2 separate regions of the Nomascus leucogenys genome follow, and region 2 is linked to region 1. A link is a contact called in public Hi-C data. All regions are on one chromosome and are shown on one strand. Each heading gives the region's core, a stretch centred on a gene start, on an enhancer-like site or on the middle of the called end of the contact. The rest is flanking DNA. Distances are from core to core; before and after follow the strand shown.

Evidence for each region. Hi-C and Micro-C count contacts between places; a contact is called where the count stands out from the background.
Region 2: a Hi-C map of a lymphoblastoid cell line shows a contact between it and region 1, with 4 times the contacts expected there. The contact joins the promoter of ICAM1 here to the promoter of CDC37 in region 1. A contact is called at or near these places in 4 of 4 Hi-C or Micro-C datasets (a lymphoblastoid cell line and an unstated tissue).

What each region holds. Positions count from the first base shown.
Region 1 is chr10:60,685,761-60,692,626 of Asia_NLE_v1, reverse strand. It overlaps CDC37 (hsp90 co-chaperone Cdc37), which reads right to left and starts at 4,457. Exons shown (of 8, transcript XM_030820876.1): 1 at 4,226-4,457. The coding sequence starts at 4,327.
Region 2 is chr10:60,820,944-60,827,809 of Asia_NLE_v1, reverse strand. It overlaps ICAM1 (intercellular adhesion molecule 1), which reads left to right and starts at 4,188. Exons shown (of 7, transcript XM_030820894.1): 1 at 4,188-4,301. The coding sequence starts at 4,235.

The sequences.
Region 1 (6,866 bases), core at 3,208-5,707:
CTATACCTCATGAGATAAACAGTAGCTGCAGGCTGGGCACAGTGACACATGCCTATAATCCTAGCACTTCAGGAGGCCGAGGTGGGAGGATCACTTGAGCTCAGGAATTTGAGACCAGCCTAGGCAACATAGTGAGATTCCATCTCTTAAAAAAAAAAAGTTGCTGGGCGTGGTGGCTCATGCTTGTAATCCCAACACTTTGGGAGGCCAGGCGGGCAGATCATGAGGTCAGGAGTTCGGGACCAGCCTGGCCAACATGGTGAAACCCCATCTCTACTTAAAAAATACAAAAATTAGCCAGGCATGGTGGTGCGCACCTGTAGTCCCAGCTACTTGGGAGGCTGAGGCAGGAGAATTGCTTGAAGCTGGGAGGTGGAGGTTGCAGTGAGCTGAGATGGCACCACTGCACTCCAGCCTGGGCAACAGAGCGAGACTCCATCTTTTTTTTTTTTTTTTTTTTTTTGAGACGGAGTCTCGTTCTGTCGCCCAGGCTGGAGTGCAGTGGCGCAATCTCGGCTCACTGCAAGCTCCGCCTCCCGGGTTCACGCCATTCTCCTGCCTCAGCCTCTCCGAGTAGCTGGGACTACAGGCGCCCGCCACCACACCCGGCTAATTTTTTGTATTTTTAGTAGAGACGGGGTTTCACCGTGTTAGCCAGGATGGTCTCGATCTCCTGACCTCGTGATCCGCCCGCCTCGGCCTCCCAAAGTGCTGGGATTACAAGCGTGAGCCACCGCGCCCGGCCGAGACTCCATCTTAAAAAAAAAAAAAAAAAAAAAAAAAAAAGCTGTGGCCTCTCCAACTCCCTTTCTCCACGATGGGCCTGTGTCACCCTGGAGCCTGCCCGCCACCCTGCAATCCGCTGCTGGGCAGCCACCAGTCTCCCCTGTGTCCTCTGAACAGCCGCCAGGGAGGCCACAGCTAAAAAAGGCCTCTTGGAATTGGTGAGGGCGGCAGCCTGCCCAGCCTGGGCTTTACACTTCCTATCAGGGAGGGGCTGTAGCAGGCTGGGCAGGGGAGAAGCCACCCCAGCAAGCAGGGCCCACAGGTGTCACTACCCTCCTGCCTTACAGTTAGGGAAACTGAGGCTCACAGAATCTCAATGTCATATAACTCATTAGAAGAAACCATTAACAGCAGCTGTCTCTGGGCAGGAGAGTCAGAGAGCTGGGGCTGAGAAAAGGGACTCATTTGTCCACTTCTGGAACCTTTGGAATTTTTTTTTTTTTTTTAAGAGACAAGGTCTTAGGCCAGGCTTGGTGGCTCACACCTACAATCCCGGCATTTTGTGAGGCTGAGGCGGGTGGATCGCCTGAGCTCAGCAGTTTGAGACCAGCCTGGGCAACGTGGTGAAACCCTGTCTCTACCAAAAAGTACAAAAATCAACCAGGCATGGTGGTGTGCACCTGTGGTCCCAGCTACTCAGGAGGCAGAAGTAGGAGGATCACTTGAGCCCGGAAGGTGGAAGTTGCAGTGAGCTGAGATGGTGCCACTGCACTCCAGCCTGGGTGACAAAGCAAGGCCCTGTCTCGAAACAAAAAAAAACAAACAAAATCAAAAAAAAAGAGAGAGAGACAAGGTCTTGCTATGTTGCTCGGGCTGGACTTGAACTTCTGGGCTCAAATGATCCTTCTGCCTCAGCCTCCTGAGTAGCTAGGACTATAGGCATGTGCCACCACATGTGGCTACAGAATTTTTTTTTTTTTTAACCATGAACAGAAATTATTTAAATGATGATGATGATAATAGCCACTGTCCCAAAAGGATTACAAATATTAAATGAATAAGGTAACCCTTACAACAACCTCATGGGGTGGACATCATTCAGATTCTCACGTAGGGAAACTGAGGCACAGAGCGATCAAACAGTTCCCTGGCAGTCACACAGCACATGAGTGATACAGACAGAGCTGAGATTTGAACCTAGTCAGGCCTGTGCTCTGAACCACAGCAATCTCTCCTTCCCTTCCACAATGCTTCCTTCCAAACCTGCCCCGCGTTTTCCTGACCCAGTCTTAATTCATTCTTACGAAGGTCTCAGGGAGGTGGGGCCATATTATCCCAGGTTTCACATGGGCTCAGGGAGGCTTCTTTTGAGTCTTGCCACATCGAAGAAAGAAAGAAGCAGCAAGAGGTGGGGCTAGGATTGGAACCCAAGCTTGCCTGTCCTTGAACCTGTGCTGGAGACGCTGAAGCCCCCTGCCTCCCTTACGTGCCACTACAGCCACCCGGGTTCTCAGGGGTAGGACAGGAAAAGCTCCGTGCCAGAGGGAGGAGGGTGTGGCAGGTACACTACGCTGCAGGAGGGGGGCCCTCCCACCCGGCAGGACCAAACCATTCTCCACAGTAGTAAAGATTAACCTCTTTATGTGACAGAAATAGGTCTTCCCAAGAATAGTCTTTGGAGCTTTGAGGAAGTCTTAAATATTTCATAATAAAATGTTACACACGGCAAGAAATAGAAGCGCTAGAACTTTCTTCCCACACTCCAGTGGCTTGCTTGGCAGGTACACTACCCAGGAGACTCAGGATTTAAGGAACAGGTCTGGAGGTGGGACTGGGAGCTAGATGAAGAGACTAATGCTGTATTCTGGAGTATTCTGGAAGGATGGGAAAGGGACCTTCTAGTTGTTTCTGGACAAATGATGGGGAGTTGCCCCATGGGAGGGTGGGGTAAGAGATCCTCACTAGAAGGTTCTGAGAGGTATATGCCCCTATCTTAAGAGCACAAAATGGCTAGGTGTGGTGGCTCACGCCTGTAATCCCAGCACTTTGGGAGGCCGAGGTGGGTGGATCAACTGAGGTAGGGAGTTCAAGACCAGCCTGACCAACGTGGAGAAACCCCGTCTCTACTAAAAATACAAAATTAGCCAGACATGGTGGCGCATCATGCCTGTAATCCCAGCTACTCAGGAGGCTGAGGCAGGAGAATCGCTTGAACCCGGGAGGCAGAGGTTGCAGTGAGCCAAGATTGTGCCACTGCACTCCAGCCTGGGCGACAAGAAAGAAACTCCGTCTCAAAAAAAAGAAAAGAGTAAAACAGACACTGATACGGGATGCAGGCACACTCATTTGGGGTAGCAGGAGGTTAAACCTTTAGGTCTTAGTCATCCCATTGGCTTGTGAGCACTGAGGGGGTGGCAGGACATGGATCACCCAGACTTGGGATTCTGGGGTCTGGATTTGGGGCCTCTGTTGTGGTCAGATAGAAGAAGGGGTAGTGAATTTAGAATCAGACCAGCAGAGTCCCTGGATAAGAGCAGGGACAATTTGGGTCACAGAGTAGCTATCAGGCTGGGGACACAAGGTGGGGTGGGTTTGGGGTTCTGGGTTTGAGTTAGGGGAGAGTTTCCAATGCTGGCCGAGGCTCATACAGGAAGCCAATCTGGGAGGTGGGTGGTGACAGGGTCTGCAATACCAAGTAGGGGCAGGGGCTCTGGCTGGGCCGGAAGCCACGTGGGCAGGATTTCCTGGTATAATGGGAAATGGGACTACCGGAGGCCAAAGGAGAGGCTGGAATGTGGGGCTCCATCGGGGTGGAGCTGGTAGTTAGATCCAGAGGGGAACCAAATTCCAAAACCCAAGTACTCGGTGAGAATAAGGATCCTGAAGGGGGACGGTTCTACACTCTAGGAAGGGGGTCCTGGGTGTGGGCAGGGACAGGAATATCAGAGTAGCACAGAGTTCCTTGTTCCGTTTAGAAAAGGAGTGGCGACTCCAGATTTTAACGGGAACCCCGATCAAGATCCCGGAAAGTAGATCCCGGGACAGACCAAAGTATTGGGGGTCCAGACTACGGAGGTGGGGGGGCGATGGGAAATCCCAGATAGGAAGTGAATACTCGAATAGGATGAGGGATCATCTAGAAGAATTTGGGGTCCAAACTTTGAGGCAGAGTTCTGGGTGTAAATGTTAACTGCCCAGCAGAATTAGGGAGACCCCCCCAAGCTCGTCTGGGGGAGTCCAGACCATGAAGAAGTTCTAGGGGGCGAATAGGGAATCCCACGCAAAAATCGGAGCAGGGAGTGGGGGAGCGGAGATCCAGGGCAGGGACTCAGGGTCCCAGTGGTACTGGGGTCCCGGAGTTGAATCGAGGCTCCTGAAAATCCAGACTGGGGGGGTTAGAATCCTAGGTGTGAACAGCGGGGTCCCTGGGCAGTATCAGGGATCACAACTCCGAAGCGGGGTCCGGGAGTGGGGAAAGGGATGGGCGTGCGCGCCTCACCTGATGCCGCCAGCGGAAGAGGCTGGCCGTGTCGATGTTGGGGTGCGTCTCGTCTTCATCATCAGACACCTCAATGTGGTCCCACACGCTGTAGTCCACCATCTTGCCTTGGCGGCCCAGCCCGCTCCGGCTCGGGTGGCAGCGACTGCTGCAGCGGTGGAGACTCCGTGCGCGGAGCCCCGCCCCTTCCGCTTCCGCCGAGCGCGGGAAACCCCGCCCTGTGTGACGTCACATCCCTAGTAACCGCGGCAGCGGCACTTGCTACCCAGCCAGCCTTAAAGGGCCCTGCGCAAGTGTTCCGGCCCCCTGGAGTTCCCGCAGAGACTCCGCGTCATCCGGGGCTGGGGCTCCGCTAGGTCTCCTGGGGGCATACGAGTTCGTGCTTCAATTCCGAGCCCCCCTCATCTCCCGCCGCTCCACGGTGGGCGTTTGGGGTGGCAGGGAGGGGATGGTTGATGAGACTGAGAGGACTATCCCCTCAGCCACGCCGCAGAGACGTCTGCAAGGGATAGGGACACGGCGGGAAGGCCCTCCCCCTGCCCTTCGTAAACGGGGACCTAAGCCTGCGCTGGAGAGGGGCGCCTGATGACTCCTCGAACTTTCTCAGCCCGAGGAGGACTGGACCTGCCCTGAGGGTGTCTAAATCGGGGGTGGTATGGCCCTCCCCTTGCGGGGTTAAACGTGGAGAGGAGATTGTGGCCCTGCCTTGGGAGCTGGGGTTTCCCTGCCTCGGCAACTGCCTTCTCCTCGTCTTCCACCTCCTGCCATTCGCAGCGAGGACTCGCGCGCGCGCGCGCACACACACACACACACACACACACTTTGGAATCACCCGGACCCCCCAAAACGGGTCTCGGCGCCCCACCCCCCTGGCCGCTGGGTGTCGCTAGAGTCTAGCCCACGGCGCGTATTCTTGGCCCCGCGCTTGGTGGGGGGAATCGTGGAGGGGTGGAAGGGGGCTTTCCTTGTCGTCACAGTCTGGGGCCACGCATAGCCCCTCCCCGTTCGTCTGGGGGTACCCTTCCTCCGTCGGGGCTCTAAGGACTCCATTACTCTAAGCATGCAGGGCCTCGACCACCTCACACTTCCATGCATCCCAATCCACGCTTTGATACCAGGATAATAGGCCGTGTTGCAGCCTTGGGCCAGGATTATCTCAGATTAAAGGGTGCTCCCTCGGGGGTCAGGCTGGATAGGAGGAGCTCCAGCCACTCGGGTGAGGGGCGCCTCTTCCTAGTCTCCCCTGGAGCCGACGTTGGAGGCAGTGCCCGGAGAGAGCGAGCGAAGGTCTCCAGAAGGGGGATGATTCCCCGGTGCATGGAGGGGGAGGGGCCATCGGACAAAAACGCCCTCCCGTTGCCGCCCCTCCCCCTCGCGCTTCATTCAAACCCGCGAGTGGGCGGGCGGGGGGGGGAGTCCCCATCTCCTCCCCCTCCTTCTTCCCCTCCACCCTGGCAGTCCAGCACATCAGTGGCCGTCACGGCCCGGGCACGCGCGCGCACGGACCCACACCCCGGCGGCTCTCACAATCGCACACACACATACACACTCACACACCAGCAAACAAAGGGTCTGGACACCCCCGTCCCCTCCTGCCCCCCAGGCCAGAGAGGGCGGGGCATCCCCTCCCCAGCCCCCCCGCAAGGTAAGCTTGGGGCTGCGAGCTGCGGTGGGGAGGGGGACACGGTGCCACAGTGGGAGGGGGCCAGGACGGTAGGGGGTTCCCTGGCTCCCCAGGTAAGCCATACCCGCACCCCCACAGTATGCCCTTTAGGGCTTTGGCCCCGTCATCAGCCTGGGGGTGTTTGGAGAGAATCCCAGATGTCGGGGATTCCCGGATAAGCGCGGGGGTCTCTTCCCGGCTCTGGAGACTGGAGCTGCCCAGCTTCAGCAAAACAGGGTTCCCGGAGCCTCAGCTTCCAGAACTGGGGACAGGGCGCTGGAAGCTTCCCCATCAACGCCAAGCATTTCCTAATCTGCCAGCACAGCACCTCCAGCCCTGGGGACTGAGGAGAGAGACCCCTAAGTTGTTTTGCACTGTCCCTCTATCCCCGGTCCCCATCCCACCCTCATGGGTGCAAACCCTGCTATGTCTCTCCTGCCTGTGGGGTGGGGGGGGGGGTTGCGGGAATTGGGAACGCTTTTTGGGGCTACCCTTGCTTCTTCTGCTACATCCCATAGCCACATACCACTGAGCTGCGGTGGGGCCCGGCAGGCGGCTTTGCCTTCCTGAGTCTCAGTTTCCTCCTCTGCAAAGTGGGTAATGACACACACCTAGGATTCCGCGAAATCGTGCTCGCGGAGCCTGCTTTTGCGCCATCATTTTATTTATTAGCTAATTTCACATCTCTTTCCCAAGTGTCTACTTACGATGTGCTGGGCACTGTGACCAGGCTTTGGGGCAGCAGCAACCAACAAACCCAGTAGGGGTCCCTGCTCCTGGCTAGCGAGGGAGCAGGATCCCTGTATAAACATACAAATCCTCGCGGGTGATTTCAGACTGTGAAGACTAAAATTCTGTCCTCGGACAGAGAGAGACTAGGGAAAGGCACTCAAGATTAAAGGAGAAGCTGGGCACAGTGGCTCACGCCTGTAATCACAGCACTTTGGGAGGCTGAGGCGGGCAGATCACTTGAGGTCA
Region 2 (6,866 bases), core at 2,939-5,438, 140 kb before region 1:
GCCTGTAATCCTCAGGTGATCCGCCCACCTTGGCCTCCAAAAGGTGTGAGCCACTGTGCCCGGCAGAGCTTATCTTTGATTACAGATTTCTTCTGAGGAATAGCTTAGTTTGTATTTTGTTTTTCAAAACTCTGCTTCAGCAAAGATGTGGGAAGTGGAGGTTGCAGTGAGCCAAGATTGCACCACTGCACTCCAGCCTGGGCGACAGAGTGAGACTACATCACAAAAATTTACATAAATAAAATAAAAAGTAAAATAAAAATACAAAAGCTGGCCAGGCGCATTGGCTCACACCTGTAATCCCAGCACTTTGGGAGGCTGAGGTGGGCAGATAATGAGGTCAGAAGATCGAGATCACCCTGGCTAACACGGTGAAACCCTGTCTCTACTAAAAATACAAAAAATTAGCTGTGCGTGGTGACACGCACCTGTAGTCCCAGCTACTTGGGAGGCTGAGGCAGGAGAATCGCTTGAACCTGGGAGGTGGAGGTTGCAGTGAGCCGAGATTGTGCCACTGCACTCCAGCCTGGGCCACAGAGTGAGACTCCGTCTTGAAAAAAAAAAAATACAAAAGTTAGCCAGGCGTGGTGGTGGGCGCCTGTAATCCCAGCTACTTGGGAGGCTGAGGCAGAAGAATTTCTTGAACCTAGGAAATGGAGGTTGCAGTGAGCTGAGATCACACCTCTGTACTCCAGCCTGGGCAACAAAGCGAGACTTTGTCTCAAAAAAACAAAACAAAACAAAACAAAAAACTAAATAGGCAGGGAGCAGTGGCTCATGCCTGTAATCCCAGCCCTTTGGGAGGCCAAGGCGGGTGGATCACTTGAGGTCAGGAGTTTGAGACCAGGCTGGCCAACACGGTGTAACCCCATCTCTACAAAAAACACAAAAATTAGCCGGGTCTGGTGGCATATGCCTGTAATCCAAGCTACTTGGGAGGCTGAGGCAGGAGAATCACTTAAACCTGGGAGGCAGGGGTTGTGGTGAGCCGAGATCGTGCCACTGCACTCTAGCCAGGGTGACAGAGCGAGACTCTGTCTCAAAAAAATAAAAAAGAAATTCAGCAAGTGATGAGTTAAGGAATTCGAATATTAAGGCAAGTGACAAGGAACGCCCAGGATGTGGCCCAGGATGGAGTAGGGGGGACATTCATTTAGGAGAAAGCTCAGGCCACAAGACAGAAGAGCCAGCCTTGTTGGGGATGAAGGGATGAGCATTCCAGGCTGAGGGAACTGCAAGGCGGCTGCATGGGACACTATGGGATGGCTTCTGCCCTTGGTGTGCAGCCTCTGATCTGAGGCCATTCTTTGGCCTGCCTGACTGCCTGGCACCCGGGAGGAAGCCTTGCCCTTCCTGGAGATAGAAGCGAAGGTCTGGGAAATATCTGCTTCCCTTTTCCTTGAGAAAACGCTTAAGGGAGTGGAGGACTGGGAGGTGCCGTCTCCCTCTGCCAGCCTGCCCCCTACCATGGCCATCCCACTCCCATCTCAGAAAGTGGCCCGCCATCCTCCAGAAGGCTTGGATCCTGATCAAGGAGTCATCCCCCTTGTCCCAGCACCTCCAGTTGGCCCAGCCTCCAAAACGGATGTCAAATTCAGCCCTTTCTTCAAGGACACTGCCCAGTCCGGGCCCCATTATCATTCTTCTGGACTAGAACAGTCACCTCCTCTCCCATCTCCTGGCTGCAGCTCTTGAAGCCTCAACTGGGCCCCTGTGAACACTTGAGTCAGGGCAAGGTCCTTCCTCTGCTCAGAACCCTCCATAGCTCCCACCTCACTGGGCATAAAAACCAAAGTCCTGGCCAGGCACGGTGGCTCACATCTGTTATCCCAGAACTTTGGGAGGCCAAGGTGGGCGGATCACTAGAGGTCAGGAGTTAGAGACCAACATGGTGAAACCCCGTCTCTACTAAAAATACAAAAATTAGCTAGGCGTGGTGACGCACCCCTGTAGTACCAGCTACTCGGTAGGCTGAGGTGGGAGAATCGCTTGAACCTGGGAGGCAGAGGTTGCAGTGAGCTGAGATCACACCACTGCGCTCCAGCCTGGGTGACAGAACGAGACTGGGGTTCAGAAACAAACAAACAAAACAACAAAGTCCTCCCCAGGTGACAGGAACCTGCACCTATCTGCCCTGTCATCTCCCTGCCTGCTCCTCTCCTCCAATCTCTCCTTTGCTAAGCCTGCTCCAGCCACACTGATCTCCTGGCTGTTCCTTGTTTTTTTTTGTTTTGTTTTGTTTTTGTTTTTGAGACAGAGTCTCACTCTCACCCAGGCTGGAGTGCAGTGCCTGGATCTTGGCTCACTGCAACCTCCGCCTGCCGGGTTCAAGAGATTCTCCTGCATCAGCCTCCCAAGTAGGTGGAATTACAGGTGTGCACCACCACACTCGGCTAATTTTTGTATTTTGTGTAGAGATGGGGTCTCCCTATGTTGCCCAGGCTAGTCTTGAACTCCTGGGCTCAAGTGATCCTCCCACCTCGGCCTCCCAAAATGCTGGGATTACAGGCGGGAACCACCGAGCCCAGCTGGATTTTTGTCTGACTCTGTTCATTCCTGTGTCCCCGGTATCTGGAAGGATGCCAAGCACACAGTAGGCGCTTAGTAAACACTGCGCCACATGTTGAGAAAAGAATGGCGCCTTTGTGGCTGCAAGTGGGACTTAGGCCGCGCGGGGGAGCTCGCCGCCCGCGCACCTCGGGCCGGGGCGCGAGCTCCGTGGAACCCGCCCGAGGAAGAACCCGTGGCACAGGATTTTCCCAGGCCGTCTGAGGACCAGGGGCGTCCCCCCTCCCACCCTGTGACTTTGCCCAGGCCGTTCCGGGGCGGAAATTCAGTACCCCTCAGCCCCCCAAGAAAAAAATATCCCCGTGGAAATTCCTTGGGAATGACCGAGGCGGGGGAAATATGCGTCTCTGGATGGCCAGTGACTCGCAGCCCCCTTCCGCGATAGAAGGGCCTGCGCGTCCCGGGACCTTTCGCTTCCCTTTCTGCTGCGCGACCTCCCTGGCCCCTCTGAGATCTCCATGGCGACGCCGCGCGTCCCCCACAACAGGAAAGCCTTAGGCGGCGCGACTCGGCGCTCGGAGACTTAAAGAGTACCCAGCCTCGACGTGGTGGATGTCGAGTCTTGGGGTCACACGCACAGGCAGTGGCCAAGCAAACACCCGCTCATATTTAGTGCACGCGCCTGGGTTCGAGTTGCCGGAGCCTCGCGCGAAGGGCAGGGGTTCGAGCGCCCCTTCTCCCTGCCTCGCCTTGGCGCCTGGGGGCTGCTGTCTCAGTTTCCCAACGACAGGCAGGGGTTTCGAGCGCCCCCCTCCCCTCCCTCGTCAAGATCCAAGCTAGCTGCCTCAGTTTCCCCGCGGAGCCTGGGACGCCAGCGGAGGGGCTCGGCGCGTAGGGATCACGCAGCTTCCTTCCTTTTTCTGGGAGCTGTAAAGACGCCCCCGCGGCCAAGGCCGAAAGGGGAAGCGAGGAGGCCGCGGGGGTGTGAGTGCCCTCGGGTGTAGAGAGAGGACGATGATTTCCCCGGAAGTGGTGAGACCGCGCATCGTCACTCCCACGGTTAGCGGTCGCCGGGAGGTGCCTGGCTCTGTCCCGGCCGCTTCTCGAGAAACGCTCGTGTCAGCTAGGTGTGGACGTGACCTAGAGGGAGGGGCACCTCTCAGTGGAGGGAGCCCGGGGAGGATTCCTGGGGCCCCACCGAGGCAAGGGGCTCATCCACTCGATTAAAGAGGCCTGCGTAAGCTGGAGAGGGAGGACTTGAGTTCGGATCCCTTCGCAGCCTGGAGTCTCAGTTTAGCGCTTTGTGAAATGGACACAATAACAGTCCCCACTCTCCGGGGAAGTTGGCAGTATTTAATAGTACTTAATAAACCGCTTAGCGCGGTGTAGACCGTGATTCAAGCTTAGCCTGGCCGGGAACGGGAGGCGTGGGGGCCGGGAGCAGCCCCCGGGGTCATCGCCCCGCCACCGCCGCCCGATTGCTTTAGCTTGGAAATTCCGGAGCTGGAGCGGCCAGCGAGGGAGGGTGACCCTGCTCGGCCCTGGCACCCTCTCAGTCCGGAAATAGTGCAGCATTTGTTCCGGAGGGGAAGGCGCGAGGTTTCCGGGAAAGCAGCGCCGCCCCTTGGCCCCCAGGTGGCTAGGGCTATAAAGGACCACGCGCCCCACCGCGTCCCAGTCGACGCTGAGCTCCTCTGCTACTCAGAGCTGCAACCTCAGCCTCGCTATGGCTCCCAGCGGCCCCTGGCCCGCACTGCCCGCACTCCTGGTCCTGCTCAGGGCTCTGTTCCCAGGTGAGTCAGGGGTAGGGATTGCCGTCGGGCCAGCTCCCCGAAGCCCCGGGGCTCTGTTCCCAGGTGAGTCAGGGGTAGGGATTGCCGTGGGGCCAGCTCCCCGAAGCCCCGGGAGGACCGGCTCCCAGGTCAGGTCATGCATGCTTAGGTAGCTGTTTATGGGAAGGCGGGGCTAGAGACAGCGATTGAAAGGCAACAGCCAGTAGGTTCGAATCCAGACCCTGCATCACCTCCACGTGTGGCCTCGGGCTATAGATTGCAGCTTTAAAAAAGGGTAGGGGGTTGGAGATGGAGGGGAGGGGCGGGCCTTGTTTTGTTGCCCAGGCCGGTCTGGAACTCCTGGGGTCTAGCCTTACCTCCTGCCTCAGCCTCCCGAGTAGCTGGGATGAGAGGTGTGAGCCACCGCCTTGCTTGGCTAGATTGGGTCTCTTAAACTTGAGTTTCTCAGCTGTAAAACGGGAAACGTTATAGCTGCCACCTGGCAGGGTATCTTGGCCCAGCACAGCACCTGGCCCCAGGACTGGATCATGATGGTTTGGGAACTTGGCTCTGTGCCAACCCAACAAGGCTTAAGGGACCCCCACCCCCCTCAAGATGTATATTCTGTTCCTCATCCTCTCTGCCCCTGGGGAAGTCCAGGGCTGCTTCTACTCAGGGGAATTCCAGAGCTGACTTATCCGTGGCCCAAAGCTGAGAAGTGGGACGCCCCAGCACACCCACCCCCAGCTCCAGCCCAGCTAGGGAAGAGGGAAGAGGTCAGAGGGTCTTTCATGGTCGTGTAAGTTTGGGCAACCAGGAGAGTGGGAGATGGACAGCTTGGTTAACAGCTCAACAAAGCCTCAGATCCAGGCCAGCAGGGTGGTTCATGCCTGTAATCCCAACACTTTAGGAGGCCCAGGCGGGTGAATCACTTAAGGTCAGGAGTTTGAGACCAGCCTGGCCAACATGGCAGAAGCCCATCTCTACTAAAAATACAAAAATTAGCTGGCGTGGTGGCGGGCGCCCATGATCCCAGCTACTCGGGAGGCTGAGGCAGGAAAATCCCTTAGGCCCACGAGGTGGAGGTTGCAGTGAACCAAGATTGTGCCACTGCACTCCAGCCTGGGAGACATAGCGAGATTCTGTCTCAAAAAACAAAGCATTCTGATCCGGACTCAGACCCAGACTGCACTGCTTTCTAGCTGAGCAACCATTTCCCTCTATGAAATGGGAATGGTCCCAGAATCTCCCTTGGAAAATGTATGGAGCCAGTGTCCTCACACCCCCATCCAAGACAGAACAAACCTGAGACAGCAATCTTTGAAGTGGGGCAGTGCTGGGCTCAGACATTTTTTCCCACCTTCGGAGGCAGCAGAATCTGAGGGACTTAATCCAAGTAAGCCCCTTCTTTCTTTCTTTTTTTTTTTTTTTTTTTTTTTTGAGACAGAGTCTCACTCTGTTGCCCAGGCTGGAGTGCAGTGGCGTGATCTCGGCTCACTGCAACCTCTGCCTCCCAGGTTCAAGCGATTCTCCTGCCTCAGCCTCCTTGAGTAGCTGGGACTACAGGCATGTGCCATCACTCCCGGCTAATCACTGTGTTAGCCAGGATGGTCTCGATCTCCTGACCTCGTGATCTGCCCACCCCAGTCTCCCAAAGTGCTGGGATTACATGCGTGAGCCACAGTGCCCACCCCGTAAGCCCCTTCTTTCTTACCTGCACTTACTTGCAAGGTAGCCAGTTGCTACCCATCCTGTGCTGAGTTACTTGTATTAGCAAGGGATGGGGTGGCTATACTCACCACCTTACAGATGGGGAAATTGAGGCCCAAAGAGGGGGAAACTACGTGTCTTAGGGAGTGAGGAGCCAGTCTGATTCCTGGAGGGCTGACTCTCTCCACCTGACTTCTTGGGAGGGAGGAGGGCACCAACTTCACATTAAAATCTGGTTGGACACAGTGGCTCACACCTGTAATCCTGGCATTTTGGGAGGCTTAGGTGGGAGGATCACTTGAGGCCAGGAGTTTGAGACCAGCCTTAGCAACATAGTGAGACCCCATCTCTAGAAAAATGTTTTTCAGGGCCAGGAGCAGTGGCTCACACCTATAATCCCAGCACTTTGGGAGGCTGAGGCGGGCGGATTACCTGAGGTCAGGAGTTTGAGACCAGCCTGACCAACGTGGAGAAACCCCGTCTCTACTAAAAATACAAAATTACCCGGGCGTGGTGGCACATGCCTGTAATCCCAGCTACTTGGGAGGCTGAGGCAGGAGAATTGCTTGAACCTGGGGGGCAGAGGTTGCGGTGAGCTGAGATCGTGCCATTGCACTCTAGCCTGGGCAACAAGAGCTAAACTCCGTCTCAAAAAAAAAAAAAAATGTTTTTCAAATATTAGCCGGGTATGGTGGTGTCCTGTAGTCCCAGCTACTTGGGAGGCTAAGATGGGAGGATCACTTGAGCCCAGGAGTTCAAGGTTACAGTGAGCTATGATTGTACCACTGTATTCCAGCCTGGGTGACAGAGGGAGACCTGTTAAAAAAAAAAAAAAGTGATGGCTAAAATCCTTCCATGGCTCCCTGCTGCCCTCAG